Regions from separate parts of the Mus musculus genome. Here all the other regions are linked to region 3. The links are chromatin contacts, called in public HiChIP or PLAC-seq and promoter capture Hi-C maps. All regions are on one chromosome and are shown on one strand. Each heading gives the region's core, a stretch centred on a gene start, on an enhancer-like site or on the middle of the called end of the contact. The rest is flanking DNA. Distances are from core to core; before and after follow the strand shown.

Region 1 (4,168 bases), core at 597-3,096, 240 kb after region 3:
AATTTCCAGGACTCAGCTTTCCACACACTCTAAAGTAGTTTTAATGCCAGCAGTGGGTGTGGCTTTTATCTGAATTTGCTTTGCACTTTCAGAAGTCATCAATTTGTAACTCTTCCTGGGAGATTGGGTGTAATACGATTCTAAATTTCCATTTTATTCTTTGCTCTCCAGTAAGTGGCTACTTGACCAAGCAAACTTGTTTGGGAGCCAAATAGTTCACAATAATTACACGATTCTTTAAGAACATTTTACTTATTTTTTGAATTATTACCAAGAAATGCCTTAGGTGACAGGGGTTGGTAGTTCTCCTGATCTTCCCATTCCCATTGTCTGAGCTCTGAAGTCAGGTTTTCTCTGTGGTCTGCCTAAACTGCTTAGGGAGACCTAAAGTAAGCCAATTCAAGTCTGTAGTGAGCTGTCTAGACTTCTTCTCCTCATGGGAATCTAGAACAAGGTCAGAGGAAAACCTATGACAGATAGACATGGATTCCGAAATTGAAGGTCTTGTCAGGCGTGGTATCATTTGAGGACAACACTGACCCCACAAGAAGCTGTTCTTCAAAAAACATGGGGGTGGGGGTTGGGGGGAAGTCTTCCCAGCAAAGCAAAGCTAAGAGTCCTCGCAACCAAGACATTTTCTCCCATAGTTCCTAATTCTCATATTTCCGAGTTCCCACCATAGCTAAGAGGGCTTAGAAGAGACCAGTTCCCAATTGTTTTCAAATACAGTGTAGTGGTAGAAAATCTGAGGAACAAGGAGACCCTATTACAGGGTGGTTGCTCTGAAAGGATGGCTCCTGACAACAGCTGTCCCAGAAAGTACCAGAGTCCACCACGGTGTAGACGGATGGGGGCTGAGGGCCAGAGAGCTTTAGGTCCAGGGGAGGGTCTGGAGGGGCAGGGGATAAGTCGCTTTGGCTTTGGCTAATTTGACTATTTCCCACAGGCTGGAGACTGTTAGGGTTGTCTCTGGACAGCCAGCACCAGACTCGGCGATCACAGAGGCAGGTGCACAGTGGTGATGAGTGTGAGAATCTGGTAACAGAGAAAGCTGCATCTGCAGACCGGCTGCTGATTGGTCTCCTGGCTGTCAGAGTCCTCTTGAAGGAAGGGAAAGGCTGAGGCAGGAGGCTGAGTGAGGCAAGGTGATCTAAGCATATTGTTGAGTTATCTGGAACTAGGTGTACCCAGCACACCTATGTGGGTCAGATGTTAGTGTCAAGGCTGCAGCAGTTAGAAACAGGTTACATCACTCAGAACCGAGCGTGCTCTGATACAGCTTCGGGAGCTACAGAGCCAATTAGAAGTGATTCTAAGCACTGAAGCTAAGTCCCCCTCTAACCTACCTCACTCCTTCTGCCCTGTCGCCGTGGCTTCATTCTCTCCATAGAAAAACGTGGGCCATGAGACCCAGACTCCAAAACCACAATAGCAAAAATTCCCACAAAGTGTTTCTTGATCCTTCATGGAAAGGACAGGAAATGCCAGAGTTTCCGCAACACTGCTCGCTGCTGGACCAGTCACACAGGAGTCGCTTCTGCCCGCATCAACAATGGCTGATTCCCCCCCCCCCCCTGGAATTGATGTATTATATCATAGCATGGTTATTCTTGGCAAAGGTGCTTGAAAGGGGCAGATTCCTGTTTCTCAGATGCTGTTAAGCCTGTGACCTGAGTCTGCAACTTAAGATCAACAGGCCTTCCTAGTAGGTGTGGCTCCAACTCAAGGCACCAATCAGCTCGACTCTCTACACCTTGATTTAGGGACTCAGCAGACAGACATATTCTGCTCTCTCTCCCAGTGTGTGGGGATGCGGTAACTCTATCCAGCGTATACTCACTCACTAAGTGGGTCATGCATTTTTGTGGTCTGTCTTTCTTCTTGGATTAGAGACTCCCTACTGGCAAAAGTAGTCTGTGTTTCTTATTTCCTTTCTCTGAGCCTTCATTCTCTTTATAAAAAAAAAAAAAGTTCATGACGTAAAAAGGAGGCATACGCACAAATGAGCTCTCTGAATACTGTTGTATCCAAATGAAGGGGGGAAAAAGTGGAATAAAAATAAACTGAGCTACTTTTAGGCTGCTCGGCGAATAGTCTTGAAGTGTCTCTAGTCTAGTCTCGCCTCACAGTCTAGTCAAATGGCGTCCTCATTCAGAGATAATGCTATAGGTAGCTGCCTTGAAATAAGTTGTGGTGAGAACATGAGCCATATGTAGAACAAATACACAGAGATGCAGAAGATGTATTAGCTATAGCGTGCATCGTATGTTATACAATCTAAAAACGAATCTTTCCTGAAGAACTGACGCTTGAGCATGCGCACAATGCTACTGGCCTGCCTGATCTGGAGGCGCTCCAAGAACAGAGAGAATGGCAGAATAAGAGAAGGTTCCAGAAATAGATGCAAACTTATGTTTTTTATACATCAGTTTTAGTCTCTTTATCTGTACTATACGTTCCATCATTCACTTATTCAGCAAATACTTACTAGCTATGAATTGCTGGGCACCATTTTAAGGTACCGGAAGTAGAATAATGATAAGGTTTTCTCTTATTTTATTTAATCTACAGCATTCCAATGAAGGATGTACTATTATAAGTACATATTTAAATATAAGTATCTGTATAAATTTCCACATTTCTACATGGAAAACAAGTCTGAAAGAAGTGACTCAGCTTCTCCAAGTAGTGAGTGTAGTCATAGGTCTCAGACTGTACAAAGGGCTGGGTCATCCACATAAATCACCAATTAGGAAATCATGCCACAGGCTTGCCCACAGGTCAGTCTGGTAAGGGCCATTTCTCCACTGAAGTTTCCCTCTTCTCCGATGGCAATAGCTTGTGTCAAGTTGTGATAGAACTAGCCAGCATACCTAACACATAAAATAAAAATAAAGGTTAACAGGTATTTTTTTTCTACAGGAAACCTGTGACTTAGGAAGCCGAATGTTTCCTGATAGTGCTCTTGAACCCTCTATGCAAAGGAACAATTAAAACCCTAAGTCACAAAGTAAAAGAGTTTCACTGTGTTCCCATACACACAACCTTGCAATCCATTCTACTTTTCTTTGATCGAGCTACACTTTTAAGTAATAGTCATAAAATAGCTGAGAGTTTATTTTATGAAATATATACATTTCAATAGCACCAATATTTTCAAAGCATTTTTTAAATTTTCACTTAAGCAAAGAGACCCATCATGGTCCTCTAAAGAGAGTATCTGAAACTACAGTGTAGTTCTGTCCCTGGATAACAAAGGACATACAATGAGAATATATGGTGTCTACTTAAGATGAACTATTGCTGGATCCTGATTTTAAAAAACAAAAAACAAAAAACCCCACATCACAACAACAACAGCAAGAGCAACAACCACAACAAAAACCCATGACGGAACAGGTCAGTGTTTGGACTCCCTGACTACTGAAACTCAGACAGGCCTCTCCGGAGCACAGACTCTGTAACACTGGCTTAGGATGGCTGACAGACTGTCAGGATGCAGCTGTCAACCCAGATCTCTGCTTCTGCCACATATTGAAATCCACCCCAAGTCACCATGCTCGCATAGCACCTTTCCACCCTAAAGCTGAGACTATGTGCTCAGAGGCAATCTATAGACTGAGCACCTCTGCTCCCTGCTGAGTTTTTACAGCTTCCTAGAGTCCGTGTGCTGAGATGCACTCCGTGGGAACCGCAGTAAGAGAGGCCCTCGTGTTGTAGTGGGTCCTAGCATCTCCATTCTTCACCCCTGCACCTTAGACAGTACAGCTCAGTGACTGGACACCCTGGTGTCACCATTAGACAAATCTACACTGTAACCATCACTGGCCTGGCGACTCCCTTTCAGTAACCCACCACCCTCCTTTAGTTCACTACAGAAACGGAAATGATAAGGACTGCCCTGGCTGCGCATGGTGACAGTGATGAACAGAGATGGTGTACTTGTGCTGAGCAGAGGACCACTCCCACTGGGTCGGGGTCCCCAGAAGGTGGTACTGAGAATGTCTAACTCTGTGGCTTAAGCAAGCAGCATGTTTTCCCTGAGGCCTTAAACTTTACCCTCTCTCTTTCCCAAAACAAGTACAGCGGCTTTAACTCCCCGGCACCAGCTAGTCACCATTATCCGTGAATCTGAGGACAAAGTGATCCTGAGCCTACCCTCCATTTC
Region 2 (4,183 bases), core at 697-3,196, 180 kb after region 3:
GGTCACCAGGCACACAGGTAATGCACAGGCATACATGCAGACAAAACACCCATATATCTTAAATAAATAAATACAAATAAAGACTATGGCTATCTGGCTACAGGGAGTTATCTACTATTGCCTGGCTGCTGATCTCTTAGCAATATAGTAAATAAACCTGACTTCTTTTTATTTTTTTATGATCACAATAAAGAATTTTAATGATATTCAAAGAGTTGCATCTGAATTCTTTAAAAAGAAAACAAAGAACCCTTATAATTATTTTCTTCCTTAAGAAGGTAAATGAAATTATCATTCTAATATTTCTAATGAAGTATTTAAAAGAGAAAAGGATAATTTAGCTTGTATAAATCATGGTGAATCACTACTACACAAGAATAATATGCTACTGTGTGGTTGCCACCTTGCAATTTGTTTTTTCTTTATTTCAGAGGACAACTGTGAGCCCTGGGCATTGAGCTCAAGTTCTCTTTTCTTTTCTTTGTTTTTTCTTTCTTCTCTCTCTCTCTCTCTCTCTCTCTCTCTCTCTCTCTCTCTCTCTCTCTCTCTCTCTCTCTCTTTTGAGACAGGGTTTCTCTGTGTAACCCTGACTGTCCTGGACTCACTTTGTAGACCAAGCTGGCCTGGAACTCACAGAGATCCATCTGCCTCTGCCTTCCACGTGCTGGGATTAAAGGTGTGCGCCACCACACCCAGCCTTAAACTTTGGTCTTCATGCTTGGTAGTAGGCACCTTTATCAGATGGGCTATCATACTGTCCCTGCCACCGTCTCTTTTGAACAGGCTTTCAGACAAGGGAGCCTGTTCTCCTTCAATGTCTCAGGAACAAAAATTAAAATGATGAAATGAAGGCAACAAAGACAGGCCAGGAAAAGAATACTCGTCTCTGTCCAGCTCTAATTGAGGGCTGGCTCATCTATGAGCTTCCACAGTTCTCTGCGGTTTGTGATGTTTTAAATCCTCAACATTTCTAAAAAATGAACAGCCTACTGACCTGGGCAGCAATCGGAGAATTCACATTTGTAACAAGGTAGTGTTTAGAATTTAAAGGACCCTCAGAAAGCAGGAATGACAGCCCCCCCCCCCCGCCCCCAACCAGGTTACCTGGTAACTAAATGTCCTTGACAGAATCAAAGGATACAATTTGCTCTGCCACTCATCTGGACCTCCCTCCCTGGTCTTGCTTTTCTTGTTTCCTGGGAGCCACATTCGGGAGGTCCCTGTTGCCATCAAATCCCACCTGCCTTGCCAGCTTTAAGTGCCCATCACTGGAAACCCGGATTAGCCTCAAGTGCTTCCTTCAACTTTCTGTGATGAGAACTCTAATCCTGAAAACCTGTAAGCCCGGGTCTCTGCTCCACTTTGTAACTCAACAGCCCGCCTCCCAGGAGGTGCAGTGCAGCACAACTTTATCTTGCCTCAGCAAGGGGAGCAGCGAACCTTTGTTTCAACCATCAGTCCCTCCAATAACTGCAATGAAAGGGAAAATGTTTTTAATTTTTTTAAACTCCCGTTATGGAGTCTGCAGCCCGCCCTGCACCTTCCTCAGCCGGAGACGTCTGCAGTCCTGGGCCAGATCCTGGCTTCAGTGGAAAGTGGATTCTAGAAGCCCAGAGAAGAAGCAAGGAAGGTAGAGGAGAGAAATCGGTGCAGTGGCAGCCTGAGGGGGTCCCGTGAGGTGGTAGTGGTTGGGGGGATGGGGGTGGGGGAGGGCGGCATCTTACCTTTGCAAGCGTCTGCACAGCAGGCGAGCAGCAGCAGCAGTGACAGGAGAGGAGATGCGGTTGCAGCAGCCAATTGTCCTGCGGACAGCCCTGGACGGTGACCCGCTGCTCGCGACATCTCCTTCCCTCCAAGCGGCTCTGGACTGGGGACCTGGTACCCTGTGTTGTGCGGGTGTTTTAGCTGTCCCTCAGCGTGTCCTGTGCGCCTCCTCTTGCTGAGCTCAGACACCAAAGTGACCATCTCCGCGCGCCACCAACTTTTAAATCTGGCGCACACGTGGGCTGGGCTGGCGTGGTCTTCACGCGTGACCTCGCCGCCCCTGGCTCCCTGGCGTCACCCGGACCTGCTGCCGCCCCCGCAGGACACGCGCTCCCTGGCCGAGTGTCTGACTCAGGACACCACGCAGTTGGCTCTGAGCTGGAGAATGGAATTAAACCATGGCGGTCCACTCCCACCTGTGGAAGGACTTGGGTGGGAGCCGGAGGGGGTAGCAGCCTCCCAGAGCCTGAGATCAGGGTGGTCAAGTTGGAAGAGGTGGCCACACTCTCCCTTGTGTCGCCTGAGATGCCACAGTATACCCAGCCGGCCCATTTGTCCCCCTGCTGTCTAGGCACACTTCTCTTCTTTCCCTGGGAAACACAACGCCCAATGCCCAGGGCATCAGAGTGATGCTACTTCCACCACAATGTGGGTGAAGATGATACCATCTAAACCTCCAAATGCCTGCAAAGTCCGAATCCATTCCTAGAGACGCAGTAAAATGGTGCTGAGGAATGGGGAGGGCTTGGGATTGGGTGCAGTTGCAGAGGTTAGAAGGTGGGGCACCCAAGGCTCAGGTGGCCATTCTGCCCGAAGGATGCTCTTCTCTCTAATTTACTTTGGAACCTCACTTCCGCTATTCCCACACTCCAGGAACCAACCTCTTAACAGGACACTGAGAAATACAATTCTAATTTCCTTCTGCAGAAAAAAAGGGCATCTGATCTTGTTTAACCTCCTTTTGAAAGGCGAGGAGCTCGGAGGAAAGGGCAGGACGGAAGCACATTGCTGTTTTTGAACGGGGCATCTTGGGGTCATGTAGCCACGGACTTTCTCGTGCAATTTCATTTAATATTCATGACATATCTGCAGTGTAAAGTTCTTTTTAAGAAAGAAAGAAAGAAAGAAAGAAAGAAAGAAAGAAAGAAAGAAAGAAAGAAAGAGGGGGCTGGAATGATGCTCAGCGGCTAAGAGCAGTCAGTGCTCTTCCTGAGGTCCTGAGTTCAATTCCTAGCAACCTTTCTCTCTTTCTTTCTTCCCTTCCTTCCATCTTTTTCTTCCTTCCTTCCTTCCTTCCTTCCTTCCTTCCTTCCTTCCTTCCTTCCTTCCTTCTTTTCTCTTTTTTAGATTTATTTATTTATTTTATGTATATGAGTGCACTGTTGCTATCTTTCTTCAGACAACCTAGCCTGGGAAGGAGCACGGACATAGGTTTCTTCCTCGCCTCGGTTTCCTGGCATCTGGCATGAATGTGTGACCCACTATAACATAAGCAAGACAGGTACTTTGAGGGAATCACAGTTTAGTAGGAGGAGCATTTACCTTTAGGGAACTAAAGGTAAGGTACTGCCAAATCATACCCAAGAGCTGCGCAGTTCTAGGGAGAATGGGCTGCTACTGGAAATACAGAGAGTAGTAGGAATGAAACCCTGAAGATCAATTAAAAGAATACCATTACTATTTTTAAGTTAATTTTATACAAGAAACCATTAGAAAGGCAAGATCATAAGGACTTGATGGATGAGAACATATTTATTGAAGATTCCTTACATTTTGATTTACTCCCAAAGCAATAAATGGATTGATGCGATTGATACATTGTATCTAAGGGACCTAGGGATGGGTTAGGGGGTCAGGAGACAGGAACGTTGTGCCTCATGTCTCCCAGAGGTCTCTGAGAGATCCCAGGTCTCAGCAGCCAGTATGGTATGAGTTTCCCATGACCACCCAGTGCTGTCTTCACCACACCCCACCTCCCCCCAGTGCCAGGAATGTCAAAGGAAATGCATGCTTGACTTGAGCTGGGCTGCTCTGAGTGCTCTCAAATGTGTTCCTGCTGCACGTGTGTGAGAGTGTTCTGAGGTGTATACCTAGGGGCGGAGTTACTAAGTCAAAGGGGATGACCTAGTTAAACTCTATTGTAAATAGTCTTTCAAACGGTTACACTAAGACTTCCAGCAACAGAGAATGAAGCCCGTGGAAAAATCTCTGCCAGCCGGGTGGGCGTGACATTTCACTGTGGAGGTACTTTAAAGTTCCTAGTTTATCAGTGAGACTGGCTGTCTTTTTAAAAGCCTATTGGCCATCATTGTTTCTTCTTCAATGAACATCCATTGATCTCTTTCACCTACCCCTTTGCTTGGGTAGTTTGTGTTTCCATTGATTTACATGGAGACTTTAAGCATTGTGGAAACTTTAT
Region 3 (4,664 bases), core at 1,449-3,948:
GAAATTATTAAGTTACATTGTATTTATTTATTTATTTATTTATTTATTTATTTATTTATTTTGGTTTTTCGAGACAGGGTTTCTCTGTATAGCCCTGGCTGTCCTGGAAATCACTTTGTAGACCAGGCTGGCCTCTAACTCAGAAATCTGCCTGCCTCTGACTCCTGAGTAAAAACAACAAAAATATTTTCTAAAGTGATAAAACTCTAGCCTTTTTTTTTTTAAATTTCCAGCTATGAGGTGAGCCATTTTCCTTTTTTAAAATATTTATTTATTTATTCATTTATTTATTGTTTTTCGAGACAGGGTTTCTCTGTGTAGTCCTGGCTGTCCTGGAACTCACTCTATAGACCAGACTGGTCTCAAACTCAGAAATCCACCTGCCTCTGCCTCCCAAGTGCTGGGATTAAAGGCATGTGCCACCACACCTGGCTGTGAGCCATTTTCTTATCCCATGTGCTCCACCATCTTGTGCTGCCTCACCACAAGTCCCCAGACAACAGGATCAATGGAGTATGGTCTGAAATTTCCAACACTGTGAGCAAACACAAACTGATCCTTTATAAGTTATCTCTGGTCTTTGTTACACTAATGGGAAATAAACACAATACAGGTATAAAAAAAAAACACCTTAAAAGGTTGATAGGGGTGGCCCTGTGACAGAATTTCTGCTTAGCACATACTTAGTCCTTGGTTTCATCCCCAGCCCACATACCACACACACACTGCAATACCCATGCAGTAGTAGTTCTTACTGTAAGATGATTGCTAGTGCTTATACTTCAGTGACACTTGTTTACGTAGGACAATGCCAGAAAGCTTAATTGGAATTTCTAGGTCTCCTAGACCCTTAGTAGTTATGGATCATGTAAACAGCTTCTGTTGTTTTTCAACAAAGGATGCCAATAGGGCTGTAGCCGTAGCCCAGTAGCAGAGAACTTTCCTGATAGGCACAAGGTCTAAAGTCACTCCTGGGCACTTCAAAACACACAATTAAAAAGAAATTTAACCTATTTTTTTTCCTTTTGGTTTTGTTTGATTTTTTTCTTTTTCAAAGAGAGCTTGTCACTATTCAAGACTAGAAGGATAAAGGTTCCGAGTCCTCGAGGTCTAAGTTAAAGCTAGCTCTAGCTTTGATTTGGAGCCAAGCACAGCCTCAGGAGATGGAGCCCTGTGTGGAACACAAAGAGTTACTCACTTTGGAATCTGATGCCTGGAGTTCACTTGGCAGAGCCCCAGTGAGGCCAGGGAGGTGGGCAACATGGAGGCGCTGCGAAAACCACACTCTCTTCAGACTCTGCTCCTGTAACACTGCCATGCCAGCTCCCTTCTGGGGACAGAGCTTTAGAGCCCCATTGCCTAACATCTTCTGTTGAACAGATTTCCTGTCTTGCTCCAGAGCCACTGGAACATTGCAATCAGCATCTCAGTCTCCTGCAGCTGTAGCCCTTGAGCCATTTGCTTTTTCTTTGCTTTATGTGGGGTAACTAGAATTTAGCCAGGAGGCCTTTCTCTGAGATGATCATAGACTAGAGAACGCCAGGAAAAAAAATAATAAACCTGGTCCCTAGCAGAACTCAAGGATCCGTGACACCTAACTCTTCTGCCTCCATCTACTGGGCTGCTTCTTTTATTCTCTCCACTTGACACTCCTATCTCCTCTGCAGGCCCTTTTGAGCAAGGCAAATCTTTGCAGAAAAAGGAGGTGGCTGAAGGAGTCTAGACTTCTGATCCCTGTCATGTTGTATTCTGAGGGCTCAGGACATTTACACTCCAGGAATGAACTTGGAGGTACAACAACTGCACCCCAAACTATGTGTAGGAAGCATCTTGGTTATCTCACAATACTGGGAGCATAAATAAGCTATAGCTTGAAGGGTTCTGTAAGGAGCAATGCTGAGTAGGCTAAGGAGAGGTTGCAAGAATGGCTTGTGAAACAGGAGTAGGATTTAGATTAGTGCCTGGCACATGGTTAGCAATTTGTGGTGTGTGTGTGTGTGTGTGTGTGTGTGTGTGCGCGCGCGCGTACGGTATCTCAGCTTTTCTTTAGAAAAAAAAAAAAAAATCCAGCCCTAGTCTAACGCCTAACTAACCATTCTTTCCTGTCTTCTACTTTTGCCTACTCAAGGCCTCCATCCCACAGAAACCCTAACCACTCAACTCCAAACCTTTTCAGGATATCCTATTTCAGGATAAGGCATCCTGAGCCAGGGCAGTGATGACTTTTGGTCTGCGGCTATTCAACAATGTTTTAAAATCAAGCTTGGACGTTCTCATCTTTTACTTCCGAATCTTACTTCAGAACCTTCAAAAAACCCCAGCATATGGACCCCCAAAGAACATTCTGTGTAGGCGGTCCAGGGACGTGGTGAGGGTGGGTGGATCGTAACTTAAAGGTGTGGCAGTTCCTGCCACGTAGGTAGCGGGGCTGGGACTCACTTGACATTTAATAGAAGTGGAGGTGGCGGCGGCTTAGGCCTTAAAGACCTAAGGCTCTTGAGGAAGTACTGGTAGGAGCCTGGCAGCCTGACCTCTCCAGGGCCAATAAGGGGGTCTCTGGTGGGACCCGAGAGGACGCAGGGAGAGTCCATCAAGCAGCTCCAGCTACCTGGCCCGGCGCGCCGGGTCCAATAGGACCAGTGAGCGAGCCGCACCTCAACCTGCCGGAAACGTCACGACGCCGGGCTGACGTCGGGCCAATGGGAGGTCGTGTTGGCCAGGGGGCGGGCCGGAGGAGTTGGGCCGCGGAGGCAGTTGGAGGAGTGTGTGGCTTCTGCTGCCCAGCTGCTCCGGAGCTCCCGCCGCCGGTCCGTCCCGGTCCGGTCCCCGCGTCCCGCGTGCTGCAGGGCTGCCCCCTGAGCGGCAGCCAGGCCTGACGGAGGCGCCTGCCGGCACGCCGGGCTCGACGCTTCCCTTCGCCTGCACTTCTTCCTGCCGCAGCGCGGTGCCGGCTGGGCGGGCGGGATGGCGGCCGCGGCCCGGGGGAGCGGCCGGGCGCCGACGCGAAGGCTGCTCGTGCTCTTGCTGCTTCAGTTGCTCTGGGCCCCGGCCGGGGTCCGCGCCGGCCCGGAGGAAGACCTGAGCCATCGGAACCAGGAGCCGCCGGCGCCCGCCCAGCAGCTGCAGCCGCAGCCCGCGGCGGTGCAGGGCCTCGAGCCGGCCCGGGCCGAGGTGAGAGCCCGGGCTGGTGGGGATGGGGCGGGCTGAGGCCGCGGAGCCCGCAGTCGGGTACCAGGCTCCCGCGCTGGCGGCGCCGCCCTCTTTCCGAAGAGGCTGGGGGAGGGGAGCCGGCCCCTGCTCCGCTCGCTGGGAGGAGGGTGACAAGACGGCTTTCTTAGGCGCGGCCTGGCCTGGCCTGGCTGCTTGGGGGAAGGGAAAGTGAGGGCCCCAACCGGGGCTCCCCAGAGGTCCTCTAGATCCCTGGTACCGACAGGCTTGCTCTGGATTCTGCCTTCTGCTGATCACATGGGCCATACTGAAAAGACTGGAAATCATCATCCCAAGTAGAAAGTTTTTAGTACAGAGCCGCTGGGAGACTTGTCTCTCTCGAAGTAGCATCACATTGTTGGAAGTATCAGCCATTGTTGAAGCAACCCAACCAGAGATGCTCACCCGAATTCAGCTCGGCACACCCTGTGGTTCTTGCCAGATACAGTGTCTAGAGATTATGCGTTGCCACCCTCCCTTAAAAAAAAAAAAAAAACAAAAAAACGTGTTTTGGCATGAAGGAAGTTGCCCTTGAATGCAGAGACTTGTGCCCAAAGGTAGAGCGCTCTATAGTGAGGGATTCCAAAACTCCATTTATAGGTAAACTAGAGCCTCATAAGTTTCTTTAACCATTACCAGATAGATAGAAATTAACCTTTTAATCTATGTTCGTAGAATTTCTCCTTTCTATGTTACTTTCCTCTGAGTTGGACTCTCTATTTCCAATTTTGACTCCTACATTCTGGAGTTTTTTTAGTCTCTTAGTAGGGTCCATTTTGGCATTCCCTTTCCTACTTCTGTCTTTATCTGCCCTCCAAGAGAATGGCTGTCCTGACTTGAGTACAGATCAGGGTGACCGCAGGATAGATATTCATTTTCCCATCACCATGCCGTTCCAGCTAAACCCCAGGTCTTTTAGGGACCCACCACTGCCTCGCTGTGTTCTAAACCAGTGGCTTCCAGAACTGAAACCTGACCTCTGCTCACTGCCATTTTCCCCTGAGCAAAGACCTTAGAACAGAATCCAGGCATGGGGCCTGTGGTTCAGGACCCTTCCCATCTTCAAGAGCCAGCAGAACCTTCCGGAGCCCTTCCCAGGATGCCCTGGTTAGAAGAGCACTCCCTGAGTCCTGGGCGCTTTCCTTTCTTCACAGTTCATGTTACCCTTTGGCCTTTCCAGTATTTTGTTTTTCTATGTAGTATCAGGAGATGGGAATTTCTGTGATTCTGAGTTTGGTTTTACACAGCAAGTACTTTCTAAGAATCACCTGTCCCGAATGTAGCAATGGTCTTGAGGAGAACTAAGGAAAAATTCTCCTTACTGGAAGTACTCAGGAAGAGGTCAGGTCAGTCAGCACCTGTTAGGAGATTTAGTTATAGTGACGGTAAGATTTAGTGAGAGCTGTTAAGCGGGCAGAGCAGGTGACATTTCCTGCTTGTGGATGGGGCAGTGCAGG
Region 4 (4,042 bases), core at 717-3,216, 210 kb before region 3:
AAAGGATGCCCCATACCAATACATGTCTGCAATCAAATCCAGTCAATGAGGTTATCAATAACTGGAGATTTACATCAGTGACTAATGCTCATCCATCGCCTTTATTAAACCTCATTCATTTTCATCGGCAAGTTTGGGTTCTGTTCTTTAGACAGCTCATTCTGACTGCAAGAGGTACATATGCTACTATACAATAAAAGCCCTTTTATGTTCAAATCCGATAACCAACATTAATTAATTTGTGCACTGTTATCCTTCCCGCTCAAAGACCAGAAGGAAAAACAACAGCGGCTCTGTCTCGAGACTTGGATGGCACCAATTATAGCCCAATCCAATTAAGCAAGTCACACACTCCAAAAGGGCAACCTCCATCTTATTCAGAGAACGGGACGCTGTTAAGCTGCTACACTAGGAATTCTCTGGGCTTTAAAGCAACTTGCTTCTCTATGGAACCCAGGGCAAGCACATGTTCCAGGCTGTCTTTCTCTTCCCAGAAAGGGGGAGAGTGCGGCCTTCTCAGGAACAAGAGGGCACTCGTGGTGGAGCTAGCCTGATGAACCAAGTCATTATGAGGAAAACTCAATAGCTCTAGACAGGCGATCTTGGCGCCGTATGTCAGTGCCAATGCTTTTAAGCCATGCGATTCTCTTAGGGCGCAAGGAATGTTTCTGCAGAATTGACTTCTTTTTTCCTGATTCTCCATTCTCCAATGGGTGGAGATTGGAAATCTGCAAACTGTGGCTTCAAAAAGGAAATGACAGAGAAATAGAGGAGGAAGAGGAGGAGGAAAAGGAAGAGGGAAAGGGAAGGGAAGGGAAGGGAAGGGAAGGGAAGGGAAGGGAAGGGAAGGGAAGGGAAGGGAAGGGAAATTATTGCACAAAAGCCCAAGAGCGAGTGTGGGCCTAACCTTGAAGCAGAGGGCATTTTAAAACAAGAAAAGTGACCTATAACTAGGTGCCAAGCTCAAGAGTTTCTGAGACTTTCAGAGTTTACCCCAGGACCAGCGCTTTGGAGTCGGTAAGTGGAGAGTTATTTAGTTTAATACACCTGGAGAAGCTGTCACAGAAGAGAAAGCCGCGTCTTCCTCCTACCAGCAAAAATAGCATTCTGCATCAAAGAAAGTTGAGGGAGGAAAGTGTTGCTCTATGAAGAGACCTCACCTCACATAGTCCGTGCGCTTACACGCTGGAGCTAAAGGGGAGCGGAGCCAGAGGCGGATTCCCTGCCCCACACTAGGGCGGTGGGCAACAGCACGGAGTGATTGATGCCAGCCGGGCCGCTTGGCTTGAGCTGGCTTCCCAGCGTTTGACCGCCTGTTCCTGCCAGTGGGAGCATCTCCTGCCCCGGCTCAGGCCGCCTTTCCACTCCTGCCTACCTAGCGCCAGGGGCTGTGACGGCTCCGCAGGACACGCTCCAACCGATGCCCGGGGGAGAGTAGAATCCTGGCTGAGTCATTTCGGAAGAGTCTTTGAACCTCAGTTTCCCCATTGGTAAGTGAAAGAACACCCAAGGGAGGAGGGTCTCTAGAGCTCTACGAGTTAGGTCCTCTTCTATTCCCACTCTCCGCCCGCACCCTACTTCTCCGCCTTACTACTAAAGAGTGGGCTTCTTACCCACAGAGGCGGCTCGGGTCTCCACGCAGAACCACAGAGCGACAGCTAGCAGCGCCTTGCTCTCCATCCTGCACCTCGCGCTGGGCACAGAGCCCAGTTCTCAGGCACAGACTCCTTCTCCGTCCCTGGCCCGCAAAGAAGTCACAGAGGCGGTATGCGCCCCCGCAGCGCAAGACCGGGGAGAGCGCGGGGCACCGGCGCCCTGGCTCCAGCCGCGGCTGCAGCGGTGTCCGCGGAATCGGGTCAGCCAGGTTATCCCGGCTGCGGGACACAGTCTGGGCTTTCAGTCCTGCCGGGTAGCGGTCCGCGCGATCTAAGGAAACACAGCTTACTCTCTTGGGGTCCTGAGGACTCAGGGCAGAAAGAGAGCGCCGGCTACACACTAGCGAATGGGGGCGGGGTCATTACCGGGAGGGGTGGGGACTCCCTGCGTCCGGCCACGCCCCCCACTGGATACCAGGTTTGGGTTTCCCGGTTTCCCACGCCCACTCCCCCACTACCCCGGAACTGTGCCGGGCGGCAAGTCGCATCTGAGAGCAAATCTGGACGCAGCTCGGTTTCTGGTGGAAGTAAAATGTAGCCAGTAATGGGCTCTGAGACACTTGCTGCCCCCAGCAACCTGGGAAGCATCACCAGAAACACGAGGCCCACTGCGCCCTCATTAGGAGCCTGCAAGTGCAGAACTCTCTTCGCCGCTGCACTGAAAGTCCCAAGGGACCAAAAATCCGCCCGCAGTTGGGAGCATGAAGACAAGAACCCCTGAACCTAGATGTACTCGGGGCACAAACTTGCAGTGAGTTGGTCAGTACTTGGAAGTTTTGTTTTATGGTGCTTTGGCCACCGCATCCCCCGCCCCGTCTGAATGTTTTAATTAGAAGATAGGCGCTTATCCAGGTTGCCAACGCCTCTACTGTTTTCTCGTCCATCTGGCAACTTTAAATCGTCCGAAGTTACCTGATTAGCCCTAGAAGACATTTCGGTTGTGAACTCCTGCCTGGCTCGGTCCAGAAAACCCATAGCAAGGAGATGCAGGGAGCTGGCGGTGGTCAGGGCTCCAGGGCAAATGCACAGAGAAGAGCCCCCGGTCCTTCTCCAGTGGCTGCTAGAGTGCTTTTGTCTACCCAGTTCCATGACCACGGTCCCCTACAGTAACTTTGGCCAGGCCCCTTTTCAGAGCTGACCTTTCAGCCAAGATATGCTTGGGGGGAAGAGAAGGGAGAGTTTCTTGCCAGAGGCGCCAGTGTAGGAACAAAGAGGAAACCGGTCCCATGTGAACAGTCCCCCCCCCCCCCCCAGCTATGTAGACTTCAAGTAGCGACTAGAGAGGAACAGCAGCCTTCACCCCTCGTTTTCTTTCCATTCCTTTCCTTCCACGCCTGGGAAATGACAACAAATATCTTGTGACATGTTTTACTCCTGGCAAAAACCAAATGCATTTAGAATGATAGTTTAAAGGACAGTCTTTCAGCCAGACAAAGAGATAAGATTATTGTCTCTACATCGGATCTAAACTACACTGATATGCATGATTAATGATGTAACATGGTGCTTTTCTTTAAAAAAAATAAGGGGGGAAACAGGCATGCTCCTTTATCACGTGCCTAAGCCTCAAGTATGGTGCCAGAAGCAGGTGGCAAACCAGGAGGGTTTGTAAAATCCAGGTTCACTATAAAAACATGTCAACACATAGCGAATCTATATAATAAAATTATACTTGAAGATCTTGGGCATGTTTGGTGTGGGCATCCTCATTTAGCAGAGGCATGCCTGGTCTGCTCACATTTAGCTTTGTTGTATATTCAGCTCCTCACGAATGAAAACTCCGTATGAAGGCTGCTTGGTGTACCTATCGACAGCGTTCTGAAGGTTCTGGCTTGTTCTTTTTATCGGTGTTCCCCTGGGTGTGTGGCCTCTTAGCTAAGAGGTGTATTTACTTGTGAACAGGGTAGAATGTTTAAGGAAACTTCTCTTGCAGAGAGTAAAACAAACTCAAACAAACCTCAGCAAAAGAGCCAAGGAGGGCTGTCAGATCTGGGTAGAGGGAGGGACGATGGATCCTGGATAGGCGAAGGTAGGTCTTCTCCATCCCGGTGGCCAGACAAGGCTTCTCTCGAAGCCTTATTTACAATTCTGGACACTTCCCCTTCTATGTTTTACTTAAGAAGACAGTGTCTCCTCTAATACAAACCAGAACCTGCAGGCCCGTGGTAATCGCCCCATTTAGAATTCTTAGAGGAAACGATGCGTCTTTGATTGGCTATGGCACCCAAATTTAACAGGATCTCAGTGAAATCAGCCTCCTATACTCCCTCCCTCCACACACATAGGGAAATACTTTACACTTGTTTTGGGCCTTTTTTTTTTTTTAAAGACAAGATGTGTTTTAAAAAGGAAGAAGAAAAGGAAAAAAGAGAGGGAAGGAGAGGGAG

The links. Promoter capture Hi-C pulls out the DNA fragments that hold promoters and counts their contacts. HiChIP or PLAC-seq counts read pairs in DNA pulled down with a chosen protein or histone mark.
Region 1: a CTCF HiChIP or PLAC-seq map of the NIH/3T3 cell line shows a contact between it and region 3, with 8 read pairs. The contact joins the enhancer-like site here to the promoter of Tmem165 in region 3. A contact is called at or near these places in 8 of 39 promoter capture datasets (the 3T3-L1 cell line, 3T3-L1-derived adipocytes, embryonic stem cells and 3 more), 1 of 15 datasets of contacts at CTCF or cohesin (the NIH/3T3 cell line), 6 of 484 Hi-C or Micro-C datasets (the AML12 cell line, cortical neurons, embryonic fibroblasts and 1 more) and 4 of 115 datasets of contacts at active chromatin or transcription factors (the SCID.adh cell line, embryonic stem cells and neural tube).
Region 2: a promoter capture Hi-C map of stem cell-derived epiblast-like cells shows a contact between it and region 3, with 2.2 times the contacts expected there. The contact joins the promoter of Nmu here to the promoter of Tmem165 in region 3. A contact is called at or near these places in 3 of 39 promoter capture datasets (cranial neural crest, embryonic stem cells and stem cell-derived epiblast-like cells), 1 of 484 Hi-C or Micro-C datasets (embryonic stem cells) and 1 of 9 other capture datasets (embryonic stem cells).
Region 4: a contact with region 3 is called in an H3K4me3 HiChIP or PLAC-seq map of bone marrow-derived macrophages, with 3 times the contacts expected there. The contact joins the promoter of Kdr here to the promoter of Tmem165 in region 3. A contact is called at or near these places in 1 of 39 promoter capture datasets (hippocampal neurons), 2 of 484 Hi-C or Micro-C datasets (both in embryonic stem cells), 3 of 115 datasets of contacts at active chromatin or transcription factors (bone marrow-derived macrophages and embryonic stem cells) and 2 of 9 other capture datasets (adipose tissue and liver).

What each region holds. Positions count from the first base shown.
Region 1 is chr5:76,417,300-76,421,467 of GRCm38.p6, forward strand. No RefSeq gene overlaps it. Among named protein-coding and RNA genes, the nearest start is that of Nmu, 56 kb to the left of the region's middle. Within about 2 kb of position 1,847, at least 26 of the 459 cell types and tissues checked have an H3K27ac peak or open chromatin away from gene starts, as enhancers often do. A contact at or near this core is called in the NIH/3T3 cell line and embryonic fibroblasts, where this site is marked.
Region 2 is chr5:76,361,831-76,366,013 of GRCm38.p6, forward strand. Nmu (neuromedin U) reads right to left here and starts at 1,947. Exons shown (of 10, transcript NM_019515.1): 1 at 1,725-1,947. The coding sequence starts at 1,842.
Region 3 is chr5:76,181,182-76,185,845 of GRCm38.p6, forward strand. It overlaps Tmem165 (transmembrane protein 165), which reads left to right and starts at 2,699. Exons shown (of 6, transcript NM_011626.2): 1 at 2,699-3,171. The coding sequence starts at 2,965.
Region 4 is chr5:75,976,489-75,980,530 of GRCm38.p6, forward strand. It overlaps Kdr (kinase insert domain protein receptor), which reads right to left and starts at 1,967. Exons shown (of 30, transcript NM_010612.3): 1 at 1,614-1,967. The coding sequence starts at 1,680. It overlaps Gm32727 (a long non-coding RNA gene), which reads left to right and starts at 844. Exons shown (of 3, transcript XR_868500.2): 1 at 844-1,490.